Regions from separate parts of the Callithrix jacchus genome. Here region 1 is linked to region 2. A link is a contact called in public Hi-C data. All regions are on one chromosome and are shown on one strand. The core of a region is the stretch at or near the end of the contact, and the rest is flanking DNA. Distances in the headings are between cores, read along the strand shown.

Evidence for each region. A called contact is a pair of places that touch in the nucleus more often than the background predicts.
Region 1: a Hi-C map of induced pluripotent stem cells shows a contact between it and region 2, with 2.6 times the contacts expected there. The contact joins the promoter of ZNF784 here to the enhancer-like site in region 2. A contact is called at or near these places in 3 of 3 Hi-C or Micro-C datasets (induced pluripotent stem cells and skeletal muscle).

Annotation. Positions count from the first base shown.
Region 1 is chr22:48,488,002-48,493,505 of calJac240_pri, reverse strand. It overlaps ZNF784 (zinc finger protein 784), which reads left to right and starts at 3,312. Exons shown (of 2, transcript XM_002762514.6): 1 at 3,312-3,398; 2 at 5,203-5,504. The coding sequence starts at 3,321.
Region 2 is chr22:48,383,668-48,389,986 of calJac240_pri, reverse strand. SSC5D (scavenger receptor cysteine rich family member with 5 domains) reads right to left here. Exons shown (of 12, transcript XM_054249524.2): 11 at 5,809-5,970; 12 at 142-1,821. The coding sequence ends at 218. Among named protein-coding and RNA genes, the nearest start is that of SBK2, 18 kb to the left of the region's middle. Within about 2 kb of position 1,691, at least 14 of the 16 cell types and tissues checked have an H3K27ac peak or open chromatin away from gene starts, as enhancers often do. A contact at or near this core is called in skeletal muscle, where this site is marked.

The DNA.
Region 1 (5,504 bases), core at 2,063-4,562, 100 kb before region 2:
CCTGACCTTGTGATCTGCCCACCTCAGCCTCCCAAAGTGCTGGGATTACAGGCTTGAGCCGCCGGGCTCGGCAGCCATTTTCTAATGGCTCCATGTGTCGGGACTTCTGGCCTCAAGTCATACAATAGTCTGTTAGTGTCATGCTGGCACCGAGGGACTCAGAAGCCAGGCAACAGGTGAAAAGGCAAGAAACCCACATTTGTTTTTAAAGTTTATATTTATTAATTTTGTTATGTTTATTTATTTTTATTGACAGGGTCTCTCTGTCAATATTTTATTTTACGTTTTTATAAAATACAAAAATGCTTTATGTTTATTTTTTGAGACAGGTTCTCTCACTTTGTCATCCAGGCCAGAGTGCAGTGGCGTGATCTCAGCTCACTGTAGCCTCAACTTCCCAAGCTCAAGCACTCCTCCTGCCTCAGCTCCCCAGGTAGCTGGGACTACAGGGGCACAGCAACGGGGCTGTTAATTTTTGTATTAACACTGCACCCAGCCAGAACCCACATTTATGGAGCGCCAGTTGACTCCAGGCATGTCATAGTCCTTTGGCATTCTCTAACTACAACCCTGCCAAACGGCATTATGGTGCCCACTTTGTAGATGTCAACTAGACACGTAGAGGGGACATCGCTTGCCCAGAGTTGTGCGGCAAGCGGATACATGGATCTGGACCCAGGTTTGCCTGATTTGAAAGCTTATGTGAATTCCACTAAACACTGCTCTCTTCTGTGACTATGTAATAGCTTTAGTGGGGGTGGGAGGAAAAAAAAGGGAACAAAAATATTTAGCAGCCTTAAGCTCTGGTACATTAATTCAATCTCTCAGTCATTCATTTAGCAAACATTCACTCAGGCATATACGTGCCTTCTCTGTAGGGACGCAGAGATGACTCACTTCCACCTCTAAAAAAAGGGAGACTGGGGGATGAGTTCTGTGTGCTATGAATGATCTCATTTAACGAAGACACTCTCAATAAGAAATAGGCCAGCCACAGTGGCTTGTGCCGGTAATCCCAGCCACTTTTGGGAGGCCGAGGTGGGAGGATCAACTGAGGTTAGGAGTTCGAGAACTGCCTGGCCAACATATAGTGAAATTCCATCTCTACTAAAAAATTACAAAAATTAGGTGGGCTGTAACAGCCTGGGAACAAATCCAGACGTTCCTTCTAAACCAACGCAGGCCAACCTGAGGCTCTAGCAGTCAGCGGAACCTTGGCAGAGCTCAAGAAGCCTTGCTTTGTTCCCACAGTAAAGGTTTTTGTGGTTACCTCGGCACCACGAGTGATAATGTAATGACGTGTTATGCCTGTAGTACCAGCTACTTGGGAAGCTGAGGCAGGAGATTCACTTGGACCTGGGAAGCAGGGGTTGCAGTGAGCTGAGATCACGCTACCACAGTCCAGCTGAAAGAAAGAAAGAGAGAAAAGGAAGGAAGGAAGGAGAAGAAAGAGAAGAAAAGGAAAGGAAAGAAGAGATTTCATACCCAAGAGATTAGCAAACATGTTACAGTTTGACTCTCAGATACCGATACTTCTGTTAAGCAACAGAGGTCCCCATTAACTGCTAGTGGGAGTGTCCATTGGTAATAATGATTACAGCTGACTCATAGCACCTGTGTGCCGCACATTGTCCAAAATACTTTACATGGAATGGTTTCTTTAGTCATCATAGCAACTATGTGAAGTGGGTTTTATTATCATCCTCATTTTTCAAATTAGGAAATGGGCAAAAAGGGCTGACTTGTGCATTAAACACAGTAGCAAATACAGTGCCTCGGCCCATGATACTCGTAGTAACCAAAAAAATTTAAAAATTTATTTTAAAATCGAAAGAAAAGAAAGAAGAATATAGCTTTGGAAAACCAAAGCAGAAGGATCGCTTAAGGCAAGGAGTTCAAGACCAGCCTGGGCAAAACAGCAAGACCCCCATCTCTATAAAAGAAGAAGAAAGAAGAAGGAAGAGGAGGAGGAGATAATTTAGCCTAAGTGGTGTTTATTTTATTTTATACCAATATATCATAAAATATAATTTTCACATATATTTATGAATGAAAAGATCACAATTAGGATGATGTTTAAATATCTCCTATCCTGCCCTTTCAAGAAAACAATTTAAAGACGTTTCCGGGCCAGGCGCGGTGGCTCATGCCTGTGATTCCAGCACTTTGGGAGGCCGAGGGGGGTGGATCACGAGGTCAAGAGATCGAGACCATCCTGGTCAACATGGTGAAACCCCGTCTCGACTAAAGATACAAAAAATTAGCTGGGCATGGTGGAGCGTGCCTGTAATCCCAGCTACTCAGGAGGCTGAGGCAGAAGAATTGCCTGAACCCAGGAGGCGGAGGTTGCGGTGAGCCGAGATCGCGCCATTGCACTCCAGCCTGGGTAACAAGAGTGAAACTCCGTCTCAAAAAAAAAAAAAAAAAAGACGTTTCCAAACTCTCCCATATCTCTTCTCAGTGGGTTGTCACAATGCTTCTACAACTGTATACAAAAGAAACAAAAGAAAGAGAAATGGTCCAGAGAAGTGGGGTGACTTATCTAAGGTGACCCAGCCGGGAATGACCAAACTGGGCAGCTCAGAAGAGCCCTGTCCTTGGTGCTGCCGAAAACCCTGCGTCTTTGAGCTCCTTCCTCCCTAACATAACGTCAGCTTGCCGGTTTTTGCGCCCTCCCAGGACTACCCGTGTTGCTGTTTACTGAGTATTTTTCTCTACACTGCCCTTTTTTTTTTTGGACAGAGTCTCTGTCGCTCAGGCTGGATGCAGTGGCGAGATCATGCTCACTACAGCCTCGACCTCCTGTCCTCACGCGATCCTCCCATCTCAGCCTCCCGAGTAGCAGGCAGCAGCCACCGCACCCGGCCTAGAGGGACATTTTAAAAATCCTCACATTCATAAACTTGGCGTCATTACGTTATCATGAGCAGTGCAGAGGTAACCACAAAAACGTTTACTGTGGAAACAGCAAAGCTTCTTCGGTTCTGCTGAGGTTCCCCTGACTGCTGGAGCCTCGAGTCGGCCTACGTTGGTTAAGGAACGTTTGGATTTGTTTCCAGGGTGTTACAGGCATCCCAGCGCCATACAGAGCGTCCCCTAGGAGGGACCAACAGGTAACTAGATAGGGAACAACTCACTTTCTCCCGGGCACAGCCGCCACGCCACGCCACACCTCGCCACGCCACGCCACGCCACGCCCCCTGCTGTGCCACGCCCCCTCACCGCCCCACAGTGCGCCTGCGCAGTAGCTCTTACGCCAGTTAGAGCCCCACCCTCTTCCAGAGCGAACACTGGCCTCGGGGGCGGGGCTTGGGCACAAGATGGCCGCTGCGCGCCCGGAGCCCCAGAGTCCGAGCTCACCGACCCCGGAGTCGCGATCCCAGGAGCCACCGGACCTGGTGCGGGCGAGGAAGGGGCCTGGGCCTGGGGCTCGAGGTGGGAGGGGGTCGTAGTGTAGGGGGCGGGGCCGGGGCGGGGCCTATGAGGGATGGGCGGGGGAGGTATTTAGTGCTATGGCGCTGGGGGTGGGGCTTCTTGGGGTTACGCGAGGGGTGGGACAGGGGAGGAGCCTATGAGACAGTGGGCGGGGAGTGGGGAGGGGCCTATAAGACTGGGCGGGGCCTGAATGGAGCGGAGTCTGAGGACGGTGTTGTCCGTCGGGCGGGTATGGGTTCAGGGAACGGGGCTTACCAGGGGCAATTTGCATAACTAGGGTGGAGCCTTTTGAAGGGCGGGGCGTCGTAAATTATGTGGCCAATTCTACGGTTGGTTGGAAAGGTGACCCTGAAAGGTGTGGGGGATTATGATCTATTGGAATATCTATGTTGGGGTAGGGGATAATTCTGCAAGGGTCTAAGTGATGCTTTTCGAATGCCCAAGGGAGGAATTGCGGGTAGAAGTGGGTGGTCTAGGTGACTTTGGAACTTCCTCCACGTTCCCCCTAATTCCTCTCAGAATTAGAGAGCAACAGAGGATATTCATTCATTCAACAAACATTTACCTAGCTCCTACTTGGGCTCTGTAAATAGAGAAGTGACCAAGACAGACGAGGGCTGTGTTCCCTTGGAGCTTGCAGTCTCCTGAGGGGAGAGAGACAGTAAATGAGAGTTATGGTGATATGTTCTATAAAGGAAATAAAAATGGAGCCAGTAGAGTGGGGGTGGGGAGCTAAATTTAGATGAGGGAAGTCAGCTGGCTGCCGGCTTATGTTTAAGCTGGGGTCAGAGAGATAAGTGGAGCTACATCGCCACAGATATTATAGTGACGATTTAGGATAAGTACATTTGGAGCCATGGGAGTGTTTTGAGTACGAAAAATGACTTGATCTGATTTACATTTTCAAAAGACCTGCAGGCTATTCTAGGGAGGTGGGTTAGAAGGCAGCGGAAGCAGGAAAAGAGATCCCCTTCTGTTTTTCAATTGTGGAGGTGCCAGGTGATGGGGCTTTAACTAGGGTGGATGAAAAAAGGTGGGATCTATGATTTATTGGGGACAGGAGAGGAAATGTTGATAAGACCACAGCAGAATCCTGGAGGATGGGCCCGGTGCGGTGGCTCACGCCTGCAATCCCAACACTGGCAGAAGGATCTCTTGAGCTCAGTAGTTGGAGACCAGCCTGGGCAACATAGTGGGACACCCTCTACTTTAAAACAAACAAACACTAAATCTTTTGTTGTTGTTTTTGAGATGGTGTCTTGTTCTGTGGCCTGGGCTGGAGTGCAGTGGTGCCATCTCATCTCACTGCTACCTCCACCCCCACGGGTTCAAGTGATTTTCCTGTCTCAGTCCCTGAGTAGCTGGGATTACAGGTGCCCACTACAACACCTGGCTAAGTTTTGCATATTTAGTAGAGACAGAGTTTCGTCATGTTGGCCAGGCTGGTTTCAAACTCCTGACCTCAAGTGATCCACCTGCCTTGGCCTTCCAAAGTGCTGGGATTAACAGGCCTGAGCCACCACTCTGGGGCAGAAATAATTTTTTTTTAATTAGCTGGGGTGGTGGTGCAGGTAGTCCCAGCTACTCAGGGAGCTGAAGCGGGAGGATCGCTTCAGCCCAGGAGCTCAAGGCTGCAAAGGCCATGATCGCAACAGAGTGAGACCCTGTCTCAAAATAACAAAGAAGCCTAAGGTTTAATAATTGGGATGTACTGGGGAGGTCTTGAGGCAGGGTCCACAGGCTTTTCTTTTTTCTCCCCTTGCCCAGGTCCTGGTGCCTGATGACGGCCGCCCTGGCACACCCCCGAGTGACCTCATCGAGATCCAGGTGGTGAAGGTGACAGACACCACACTGGTCCCCGAGCCCCCGGAGCCAGGTTCTTTTCACTGTGCCTTGTGCCCTGCTGCCTTCCGGCTGGTTTCCGAGCTGCTGTTCCACGAACATGGCCACCTGGCTGGGGCCGAGGGAAGCGGGCAGGGTGGGGACCCAAGCCGGTGCCACGTGTGTGGCCACAGCTGCCCGGGCCCCGCCAGCCTGCGCGCGCACTACAGCCTGCACACTGGGGAGCG
Region 2 (6,319 bases), core at 442-2,941:
TCATCACCATCAGGATCATCACCATCATAATCATCACCATCGCCAACACCACCTTGCATGGCTCCTGGGCTATTCACATACCAAGATCCAGCTTGTGATTCTCTCTCTCTAGGATTCCCCAAAAACACCATTCACACCTTGTTTTTAATTAGATATTTTGGTTTTCTTTTTCTTTTTCTGTCAGGAGTGTCTTAAACCCCTCAAATCCTGGAGAGGGTCACACATCTCCCCTCAGAGGCCTTTCCTCTTCCTCTGGGGTAGTGGTGGTTGGTGCAGGCATGGTGGGGGGCCAGGTCACCAGTCTCTTTATGGCCTCACCCAGTTGCCCCAGACCCTGGGCAGCCTCTACCAGCTGGGTCAGCCCCCGCAGCAGGGCTTGGTGCTCCTGCCGGTCCTGTTCCACAACCTGGGTCAGCCTCTGCAGCTGACCACCCACGTCCCTCACGGCGGCCACCAGTTCCACCAGGGCAGGTGGCTCACAAGCCATGACCCTTACAGGTGGTGTTGGGGCCACACATGGACCATGGGGGCCCGGGCTCTGACCAGGGGTTGGCCCTAGGGTGAGGTGGTCTAAAGGAGGTTGATCCAAGGGGTGGGCTATGGGGGAGAAGTGGGTGTCAGGGGGCACAGTGAGGTCAGAGGCTGAGTGTGGGGCATGGGTAGGTGGAGAGGTTAGGCTGGGGCTCTGGCTTCTGGATGACTTGAAGTCCTCAGTAGACAGTGGGTCTATGCTTGTGGCTGTGGAGGACCTGGAGGAGCTGGACTCCAAGGTTGGAGAGGGCTCTACAGTGGGCATTTGGAATGTGGAGGGGTGAGGAGCAACTGCTGTGAAGGTCAACTCGGGATGCAGACTGGGCCTGACTGTTGGTGCTGGAGTGGGAGAGGAGAGTTCTGTCCCAACGGAGGTTGGAAGGGACTTAGTAGTGATGACAGGGGTTGAGGAGGGGTCAGGAGTGGTAGTGGGGTGAGGGGTTGTGGTGGGCTGCATGGTGGTGGTGGGGTGAGGGGTTGTGGTGGGCTGCATGGTGGTGGTGGGGTGAGGGGTTGTGGTGGGGTCAGGAGTCGTGGTGGGGTCAGGAGTCGTGGTGGAGTGAGTGGTGGTGGCGGGTTGAGGGGTTGTGGTGGGCTGCATGGTAGTGAAGGGTTGGGTTGTCGTGGGGTCAGGAATCATGGTGGAGTGAATGATGGTGGTGGGTTGAGGGGTTGTGGTGGGATGAGTGGTGGTGGGGAAGTGAGGGGTTATGGTAGGGTGAGAGGTCAAGGTAGGGTGAGGGGTCATGGTGGGGTCATGGGTCCCGGTGGGATCAGGGGTAATAGTGGAGTGAGGGCTTGGGGAGGGGTCTGGGGATCTGGAATATTCTGAGACTGTACTGGGGTATGGAGTTGTGTCCAAGTCTGAAGTTGTGTCCGATTCTGGGGTCCGCTCTGAGGTAGGGGAAAGGCTGGTCACCTCCAGTGGTGTAGAAGGGTCAGCGGTGAACTCTTTGAGCAAGGTGGGTGGGGGCGTGGGTGACAGCTCCGGGGTCAGCGGTGGAGCCACACTGGAGTCAGGGGTGGACAAAGCAAAGTCGGGGCTTGTCAAGCTAAGGTCGGGGTTGGTCCGGGAGGCCGGGTCTGAGGTGGGTGAAGTGTCCGCAGGGTCAGAGGTCGCCTCGGGCGTTAAGGCTGAGCGGGGAGTGAGCTCTACACTGGAGTCAGAGGTCAGCGCTGGGCCTGGGGGTCCCGGAGAGGCGGAGGGACCTGTGGACGGGGTGGGGGGCGCTGTCCTGATAGCAGTGGGCCGCGGCGGCCTGCGCTCCGGCCACGGTTTCCTTGGGGAACCTGGAGGAGGAGGAGAAGGGAAAACAGACAGGCGGTCTGAGGTCAGCCGGCTCCGCCCACCCCGCGCCTCTCCCCGCCCCTCGAGCAGCCGACCAATGGAAAGCCGCAGAGCCTCGAGACGTCAAGGGTCACCGGCAGATTTTACCCGGCCCTGCGGCCCCTCCTCCCGGCTTCCTCCGATGTCTCCAGGCGCCACCTGGCGTCCTCCTCTGCTGGAGGATGCTCGGATGCTCCGGACGAGGGAATGTGGAGGGGTACGCAGGTTGCAGGAGAGGGTGCAGGAGGGTGAGGTGAGGGAGGGATGCAGGGATGCTGGGACCCGGGAGGAAGCAGGAGTGCTCAGAAGTGTGCAGCGTACGGGAGGATTCGCAGACAGCGGGGTCTGGGGGATGTGGGGAGCCGGGGGAGGCAGGGAGACCCAACAGGGCTCCGAAGGGTAATTTTAGTAATCAAGATAAATATCTTTATGGAATTTTTTATTTTTTAAGTTAAAGTCTGGCCGTATCGCCCAGGCTGGAGTAGAGCGGTGGCAAGATCATACTTCACTGTGATCTTGAACTCCTGTGTTCAAGCGTTTTCATGCAATATTTTTAAACAATAAAAATTAATGCAAAAGATCCACAGCTAACCAAAGATAACATTTTAACCAAAGACGGGACCCAACAGGGCCGGGATTAGGGTGAGCCCAGTGAGGTGGATAGGATCCTGTCTTCAGCTCATCATGGGTGGTTTTTTCCATTAATTTTTATTTTTAAAAATACTGTATTATGATATTATGTATCTTGATTTTGCTGTTTTTGGCACCCCCTCAAGTTTTGGGCCTGAGTAGCAGGAGGAGCCTCATCCTCTTCTGGGACTGGCTTCTAAGTGAGTGCCAGTTGTATCCCCATTTTACAGATGGAGGAAATGAGAGCGAGAGGCCACATGACTTGCCCAAGGTCACACAGACACAGCTTGCAAGTTGCAGGGATAAGACTTGAACCCAAGTTGTTTGCACATAGAGTCTAGGCAGTTAAATACCACATCCTCGGTGAGGGAATGTGCTATGATCCACAGTGCCAATACAGTAGCCACTGGCCACATGTGGCTACTGTGCCCTTGAAATGCGGCCAGTGTGAATGAGGAACTGAATGTTTCATTTAGAAAGTGTTGATTCATTTAAATGTAAACAGTCCCCTGTGTTCACAGCTACCGTATTGAACCCCGCAGATCTGCATATTTCCACGGTTCCTGCAGGGTCTTTGAGGGCATTCCTTCCCCACACTGTCCTTTGTTTGCAGGACTGGAGAAGTGGTTAGATAAAGCGCTTGTGCTCAAAGCCGGCTGTCCCAGTCTAGACCGCAGCTGCCTGGCTTCCTAGCTGGGTGACTGGCAAATCACTTCACTGATCAGATCTCAGTTTCTTCCCCACCTGTAGATTATAGATGACCAACGTATCTCCCTTGCAGAGTTGTCAAAAGGACTCAGGGAGATCATGGTTGTGCAAAGCACTTAGCTTAATGACTAGCATGGAATAAGCACTCTCATAATTACTGATGTTGTCAGAGTCATTGATACCTGTGCCTCAATTTCACTCATTTGAGAAATGGGCAAAATTATAGGTCTACATCATGGAGCTCAGGTAAATTTCTTCCATCCTTCCTTCCTTTTGTTCTTTTTCCCTCCCTCCCTCCCTCCCTTCCTTCCTTCCTTCCTCTCTTTCTCTCTTTCTTTGAGACAGTCTCATGTAGATCTCTCTCTCTCTCCTTTTTTTTTTCTTTTTGAGACAGAGTCTCCGTCTGTTGCCAAGGCTGGAGTGCAGTGTTGTGATCTCGGCTCACTGCAACCTCTGCCTCCAGGTTCAAGCAATTCTCCTGCCTCAGTCTCCCGAGTAGCTGGGATTACAGGCGCCCAACATCACGCCCAGCTAATTTTATTATTATTAGTAGAGCAGCAGTAGGGACGGGGGTTTCACTATGTTGGCCAGGCTGGTCTCAGACTCCTGACCTGAAGTGATCTGCCTGCCTTCGCCTCCCAAAGTGCTGGGATTACAGGCCTGAGCCATCATGCCTGGCCAAGCTCATGTAGACATTATATATATATATTTATATATAGTCTCTCTCTATATATATATATATTGCTTAGAATAGTGCCTAACATGGTGTATTTTGTTTAATAAATGTTACATGTTTTTTGTTATTATCTCAAGACTCTCCACTTAGGTAGATATTATAGGTGCTCAGATACCTAGAATGGTAATGGTTGTTAATTTTTCAGACCCAAGGTGCAGATAACTGCATTCATCGTACCCCTCAGTGCCCTGTAACCAGCAGTCCCTGCAGTGTCCCTCTTGTCTGACTTTTATTTCGAGCCTCCTTATCCCCAGCCTCTATCCTCAGCACCCTCTCCTACAGGCCCCTCCGCTGCTGTGTTTGACACTCGGCCTTAAACACGTGTGTGTCCTTATAAAGCACAGCACGTTCCTTTCGTTTTTGTTTTATTTAGAGACAGGGTCTTGTTATGTCACCAGAGCTGGACTCAGACTCCTGGGCTCAAAGGATCCTCCCACCTTAGCTTCCTGAGTAGCTGGGATTACAGACACATGCCATCATGTCTGGCTTCCATATAGCGTGTCTTTTAACTGTGTCTATGTATTTTTGTGTTTATGCTTTTAACTTTTGCAGATGGCATTCAGCTGGAAATATTGTTCTCTTTCTGACTTTTTCCTTCAGTATTACGTTGTTAATACCTATCTATATTGCTGTGTATACGTCTACTCATGGTTTTAGCTGCCGCACAGAATTCCATTGTGTGGAATTCCTTTTTTTTTTTTTAGACAGGGTCTGGCTCTGTCACCCAGGCTGGAGTGCAGGGGGTGTGATTGCAATTCACTGCAACCTCCACCTCCTGGGCTAAAGCAATCCCCCACCTTTGCCTCTCCAACAGCTGGTGCTACAGGTGTGCGCCACCACACCCAGCTGATTTTTGTATTTTTTGGTAGAGACGGGGTTTCATCATGGTGCCCAGGCTGGTCTCAAACTCCTGGGCTCAAGTGATCTGCCCACCTTGGCTTCCCAAAATGCTGGGATTACAGCTCCCAAAGCGCACTCTGGGGGCCTGTCTGCCCAGTGGAAGAGGCTTCTGCTGGTGCTGTGGGGGCACCTTGGGCGATCATACCCACCTTTCTAATTCTCTTCCATGCTTGTTTGGATTTCTATTCTCTGGTTCCCAATGAGTGTGAGCGTTTCTAAACACACCCAGCCATTTGGGTTTCCTGTTCTGTGAATCGCCCGTTTGTATCTTTTCCTCTTTCTCATCGAGGGTTTCCTATAATTTTCCTATCTGTCACAGTGACTTATGCCACATAGGTTGGGGTTTCTCAACCTCAGGAATATTGTCATTTAGGGCTGGGTGGTTCGTTGTTATGGGAATGTGTCCTGTGCACTATGAAATATTTCACTCCATCCCTGGCCTCTACCAGTTAGGTGCCAATGGGCAGCCTCTCCACTTCTTGCCATGACAATCCCAAATATATTCAGATATTGCCAAATGCCCCTTGGGGGCAAAATTGGCCCTAGTTGATGACCACTGGTCTAGAGATAATAACCCCTTGGTTCTGTTTCTGTTTGACACAAGGTCTCACTCTGGCACCCAGGCTTGAATGCAATGGCACATCATAGCCTTGACCTCCCAGGCTCAAGGGATTTTCCTGCCTCAGCCTCCCAAGCAGCTGGGACAGCTAATGTTCAGATCTTGAGGGGGTTCACCATGTTGCCCAGGCTGGTCTCAAACTCCCAAGCGTAAGCAATCCTCCCCGCTTGGCCTCCCAAAGTGCTCTGATTACAGGCGTGAGCCACCATGCCCCGCCGATAACCCCTGGTTTTAGAATACATCTTTGCTGAGTCTTTCTGGAGTGAGAGTTGGGGCTCCACTGGGGAGTCTGGAATCTGTCTCTTTACCCCACGACACATACCGCCCCAGTCCCCTCACCCCAGCCACATGCCTCACCTGTGTCCCCATGAACCCTTGGAGTTGGAGGACTGCCTGGGCTCCTGGTGACGCCAGCTGCAATGGTGGGTCCTAGTTTGCCTAAAGTAGGGGTCCCTTCAGCCAGGCCCCTTCCTGAAGCTGTGTCCCACATCCAAGGAACCTTGTAACCATCGTTGCCACCTAGAGAGACATGGGGAAGAGGATTGAGTCTTCACCTTCCCTTTGAATGTGGCTCCCCTTCTCTCTCCTCCTGGGCCCAGCCCCAGTCCAGGCATCATCCCGCCTCAACTGCGCCATCACTTCAGCTCCTCCCTGACCTTGTGGAGACCTTCTTGGTTCAGCTCAGATGCTCTCCGCTACCAGTAACAGAAACTGTCACTAAACAAGCATGTAAAATAAGGGCATTTGGGCCAGGCGCCGTGGCTCAAGCCGGTAATCCTAGCACTTTGAGAGGCTGAGGCAGGCAGATCACTTGAGGTGAGGAGTTCAAGACCAGCCTGGCCAACATGCAGAAACCCCATCTCTACTA